Linked DNA regions of Ovis aries: region 1 is linked to region 2. Evidence: chromatin contacts called from public Hi-C data. All regions are on one chromosome and are shown on one strand. The core of a region is the stretch at or near the end of the contact, and the rest is flanking DNA. Distances in the headings are between cores, read along the strand shown. Region 1 has its middle 29 kb from the start of SEC22B. Region 2 has its middle 13 kb from the start of NOTCH2.

Region 1 (2,775 bases), core at 263-2,762, 43 kb before region 2:
CAATATCCTTTGCGAGTTCCTCTTTCTCTAGAGTTAGTGTTCCTTAAGACCCATCCTATGTCAGCCTCTTTCCTTTACACTTTCTCTGAGAAGTCACATCCCCTCTCATGGCTTTTGTTGAGATCTCTATGCCAATGACTTACAAATCTCTACTTCTCCTAACTCCAGACTCAACTGCCTTCGAGAATCTCTCTACCTGGAAATTCCTGAAACCATATTAGCACACTCCCTTCAAACTATTCCCCCTCTGCTACTGCTGCTGCTAAGTCACTTCAGTCATGTCCGACGCTGTGAGACCCCACAGACGGCAGCCCACCAGGGTCCCCTGTCCCTGGGATTCTCCAGGCAAGAACACTGGAGTGGGTTGCCATTTCCTTCCCCAATGCATGAAAGTGAAAAGTGAAAGTGAAGTCGCTCAGTCGTGCCGGACTCTTAGTAACCCCATGGTCTGCAGCCCACCAGGCTCCTTCCTCCATGGGATTTTCCAGGCAAGAGTACATCTAAATATGTGTCACAATATCCACCCAGATGCTCTAGCCAGAAACCTAGGGTGCATCCTTGATTACTCTTGCTCACCCTCCACCTTCCGTCAATAACCAAGTCCAGTAAAATCTAATCCTTTGGATTTACCCACTCACCTTTATCCCTATCTGGCCTAAGTGATCACCTCTGGATTTCTGCAATTCTTTGCTAGTTTCTTGCCTCTAGTTTTTCTCCCCTTGGATCACTGTTACCAGTCACCAGAAAGTTTTTAATAAATGTAATTCTGATAAATTCACCTCCTTTGCTTAAAATCGTTTACTTGCTTCCCACTGTCCTTAGGCTAGAGCTCCAACTCCTTAGCGTGGCTTATAAGCTCTTCATGATCGGCAACCTGCCTACCTGCTGTCTGTGTTCCACTCCCACTGGATTCCAGTGTTTCAAATACGTACCACTTCCTCTTGCTTCTTGACCTTCACAAATACTCTTTCCTTTGCCTGGAATGCTGTATCAGAACCATACCTAGTCAACATCAACATCAAACATACCTAGTCTAAATTCTACCCCCAAATTGTCATTTCTCTGATTCCTCAGTCATAATTGAATTTGGACACAATTCTAAATTAACTCGAATTAAAACCCAAATTAATCTTATCCCAGCTGATATATTTCTTATTTCTCTGAAAAATACCATCCAAGGATATGTTCTAATGAAAAATGTATTTGAACTAATTAACTTAGATCAGGATTGACTTTTACCATAACTGAATATAAACTGGAACATATTTTTTAAATTACTGGGATGTTTCCTTGATTATTATTCATCATGACATTCTGTCTTTGGAATTTTTTGTTCATTTCCAGTTGGCTTCTACTGCTCTCCTGTCTTACCTCTCAGCCCTTCCCCTCTGGTTAGCCTACACTTGCCCTTCGTTGGATCCAGTTTGCATGCAGTGGTAGCTGCTGTGGGGCTGTGGTTAAATAGAACTGCTCAGACTGCAACAGGAAAGCACTGAATCGAAAGCAAGGGAGAGGAAGCACAAACCGATACCCACCACAAAGCTGCTGAGTGCCCAGCATGACCCAAGCCGCACCCTCTGATGGGGAGTCTTGTGGAGGAGTAAGAAGCCACAGAGTTTAATAAATCATCAGCACAGCCTGCTCTCCACTTCCCGTGATCCAGCCTTCCTGGGTTACATGGATGTCACCAAGTTCTGGCCTAGGAAAGTGGGTGATGGCAGAATAGCCACCAGAGAAGTAGGGGTTAGGGGAAAGCCCCTCAGATGAATGGCTGTGGACCATTTGTCTCAAACTGTCCATAGGGTCCAGCTCTATAAGCAGAAAGAGCCCTGGTATATGAGTGTTTCAAAGGAGCTGTCTACTTGAGTGATTCCCAGATGTAGGTTCCCATGTTCCCTGAAATATCTTTCCTACCTGCCTTAAAAGCTGCTTAAGTACTGGCCAGTACTATTTTATTTTATAGCTGAAGACAAGGCCCTTGTGAGATGCCATCAGAGAGCTTTAAATTCATGTCAAGGTATAAATGACTATTTTCAGATTCTCTCCTGACTTCGATGGCGGGAGAAAGAGAAGGGAAGGAGGAGAGAACATCACAGATGTATTCCCCCTACTTTATGAATTAGCCCATGCCTGCCCTGGTTATTTATGTTTGTTGCCTTTGCTACCAAAGGAGACGCTATGGAGAGGGAAATGGCAACCCACTCCAGTACTCTTGCCTGGGAAATCCCATGAACAGAGGAGCCTGGCAGGCTACAGTCCATGGGGTCACAAAAGAGTCACGTATGACTTAGTGACTATCCCACAACAGCAACCCTGTGGTAGCCAGCCTCCAGGGAGACCCTCAGTGATCCTTGCCTCTGTGTATACCCCAGGTAGTCTCCCCGCACCGAATCAGAGCTGAACTGTGTGGCCAGTTAGTGAAGACAACTATATACAACTTCTGAGGATAGGTCGTAAAAGTCTCTGTGGCATCTGCCTTGTTCTCTGGGCTCACCTTTCTGGGGAAGTTAGCTGTCATGCCATGAGGACATTCAGGCAGCTCTGCCAAGAGGACCACATGAGCATAAGGGAGGCCTCCCACCAGTGGCCAGCACCATGTGGCTTGCTAGCCATGTGACTGGGCTACCTTTAATTCTCCATCCCCAATCAAGCTTTCAAATGATTGCAGTCAGTATCTGGATAAAACTCATCAAAATAAAAAAACTCCTGAGCCCCCCAAAACCCCAGCTAAACCCACTGAAACTATAAGAAAATAAATGTCTATTGTTTTATTTT
Region 2 (2,807 bases), core at 276-2,775:
AAGATCCCCTGGAGAAGGGAAAGGCAACCCACTCTAGTATTATTGCCTGGAGAATTCCATGGACAGAGAACCTGGCAGGCTACAGTCCATGGGGTCGCAGAGCCAGGCACGACTGAGTGACTGACACAGGTTAATGGTTACAAAGCACGTCCATGATTAGTGTCACATTCAGACTCCCCTTTGAGAGGTAGAAAGGGATAAAAACAATACTATCTACTCCATGAGGATTAAGTCTGTGAGGATTAAATGCAATAAACCACTTAGCATTGGGGCCTGGCACAGAGTAAACACTATTAAACATTTCTAGTAGCACATTGCTGGCCCATATCACTGATGAGGAACCACAGCTCAGAGAGGCTAAGTTCAGGTTGTCTGGTTAAGTGGTGGAATTCAGTTAAGAATCTGTCTCCAGACTCCAAGGCCATTTTAGGAAATTATCGGTTGACACTGCAATCATGGGAGGAAAAAAGCCCAGCCTCAGAGGAAGAGCATGCAGGACAGTTTTATGGTGGGTGAGTAGGCAGAAGTGTTTAGAGATGAAGCACTGCTCAAGGGGCGGTCGAGCACCAGCCATGTACCACAGTGGCTGCGCTGTTCAGTTTTGGTTTGGCAAATGCTGCCTTCCTGCAGTGCCTGCATGTATCTTGTCCTCTTTCCCTTCTGCTTCCTTCTTCTCACCAGCCCCTTCACCTGACCTGAGTCGTGCTCCAGGCTTCCAGGCTCAACACAAACAGATCTTTGTGGCAGCTTTCCTGCACACCTACTCATACAGGCCCCCACAGCGTGTATGCTGTGAGTATGTGTGAGTATGTGTGCTGTGGGCTAAGCTGTTTCAGTGGTGCCCGACTCTTTGCAACCCCATGGACTATAGCCTGCCAGGCTCCTCTGTCCATGGGATTCTCCAGGCAACTGGAGTGAGTAGCCATTCCCTTCTCCAGGGGAGCTTCCCGACCCAGGGATCGAACCCAGGCCTCCTGTGTCTCCTGCATTGCAGGCAGATTCTTTACTGCTGAGCTACAGGGGAAGCCCCTTGTGAGACTACTTGTCTGATATTCTCCCCAGCTGGAATGGAAGCAATGAGAAATTATCAGCTTTATCCCACTTGCTGGCTGGCGTATCCGCAGCACCCCTATGGCGTCCGGCACATTTGTTAAATGCGGACTAGCTGCTGGCCAATAGAAAGATGGAGAGGAAGAAGATTAAGAAAGAAGTGAGAAGATGCCAGCATGAACTTAAAATGTTTTACCATTTTGCCACAGATCTGCTCTGGGTAGTGCTGCTGGAGGTGTGAGGCAATGTCTAGCAGGCAACTAGAAGGAATTGAAGGAGGACTCCAACACACAGGAAAGGCATGGAGAAGTGAAGCAAAGTCAAGAGTAACACACACAGGGAAGAGCCCATCTTAGGCCACAGCTTCTACAGACAGTTGAAAGGGGGCTGAGAAGGAACCATTTCTCAGCCTCTTGTTGGTTGCCTTTTGCTAGAAAGAATCAGGATGCCTGCTCTCCACAGATGACTGACTACAGAACACGAAGGGGAAGAGGGAGGGAAGGAGTTTCCACTGGGGTGCTATATTTCTGACCCTGCCTGTTGACAGCAAACAGTAGTGGTGGTGGGACTTTTGGCAGGAAGCATCCCCCTCTGGGGTCTGGGGGCATCAGGATGGTGCCAAGAGGTGGAGCAACCCTGGCATCCCAGAGCCCCAGCTTTTTCCCTCTGCACCCTCGTGGAGGAGACTCCACGATCTCTCCTGCCTCCTCCTGGGTTAGGGCAGAGGAGGGAGGACACGAGCCTGGTCTCCAGCGGGGGCCATTTCGTTTACATTCCCACCCCTGGGCCCTGGGAAGCCCCGAGTTCCCACACTCACTGAGGCAGGAAGGTCGCCACGGACACCTCATCTGTCCGGGTCGCTGACTGACTACAGATAAGCAGCAGCTGCTGCGTCCACACTGAGGTCACCTCCCAGATTGCCCACCCTGAAACCAGGCGGACAAGGGCCCAATCTCTGCCCGCCAGTGGGGCACCCACAGGGCTTCCAGCCGAGGCCCAGTGACTGCAGTGGGGGCTCCCTGCAGAGCTCACTTTAGCAGAGCTGCCAGACGTGACCCAGGAAAGACAAAGCCTTAGAGACACCGGCCCACAGCTGTCAAGCACTTGACAGTTTCACAGCGCTCTGCTGCAGGCTCTTTCTCACATCACTCTGACCACCGCCCGTGAAGATCTCAGAGCAGGTGTTTTTGTGTCCATTTTGCAGATGAGTAAACAGCTTCAGGATGTTTGATAGATTTGCCCCAAGTTCTCACAGCTAGGCAGTGCTGAAAGCTGTTTTTGCACTGCCTAGTTGGTGGGTCTTTCCATTACTACATGCAAACAGAACAAACCAAGTGGACAAGTTCTAATTTTTATCCCTGAAAGAGCATTCTTTCTCCCTCCCAGGTTTAACCTGTCTTCTACTCAGGCCTGGGCTTTAATGAAAAACCCTTCAGGCTTGGAGTCTGAGTCATGATTCCTCTTCTGGTCAGCCAAGTGACTTAGCAGCTGTGCGATTCTGGAGCTGATTTTCCTGAATATTTGCTTCCATGCGTTTAAAATGGAGGTGATGTTCCTCAAGTTGTGGGGCTGTGATAAGGGTTAAGAATAACAATAAATATCTACTGAGTATTTTCCATTCCCTTGGCCCAGTTCTAAACCCTCATGTGCACTGATTTATTGAATTCTCACAGCAATCCTGTGTGGAAGAGCGCTCAGTCATTCAGTAGTGTCTGACTCTCTGCAGCCCCATGGACTATAGCCTGCCAGACGCCTCT

Evidence for each region. A called contact is a pair of places that touch in the nucleus more often than the background predicts.
Region 1: a Hi-C map of blood shows a contact between it and region 2, with 1.8 times the contacts expected there. The contact joins two enhancer-like sites. A contact is called at or near these places in 3 of 16 Hi-C or Micro-C datasets (blood and omental adipose tissue).

What each region holds. Positions count from the first base shown.
Region 1 is chr1:97,558,003-97,560,777 of ARS-UI_Ramb_v3.0, reverse strand. No RefSeq gene overlaps it. Among named protein-coding and RNA genes, the nearest start is that of SEC22B, 29 kb to the left of the region's middle. Within about 2 kb of position 1,512, at least 7 of the 54 cell types and tissues checked have an H3K27ac peak or open chromatin away from gene starts, as enhancers often do.
Region 2 is chr1:97,514,644-97,517,450 of ARS-UI_Ramb_v3.0, reverse strand. No RefSeq gene overlaps it. Among named protein-coding and RNA genes, the nearest start is that of NOTCH2, 13 kb to the right of the region's middle. Within about 2 kb of position 1,525, at least 2 of the 54 cell types and tissues checked have an H3K27ac peak or open chromatin away from gene starts, as enhancers often do.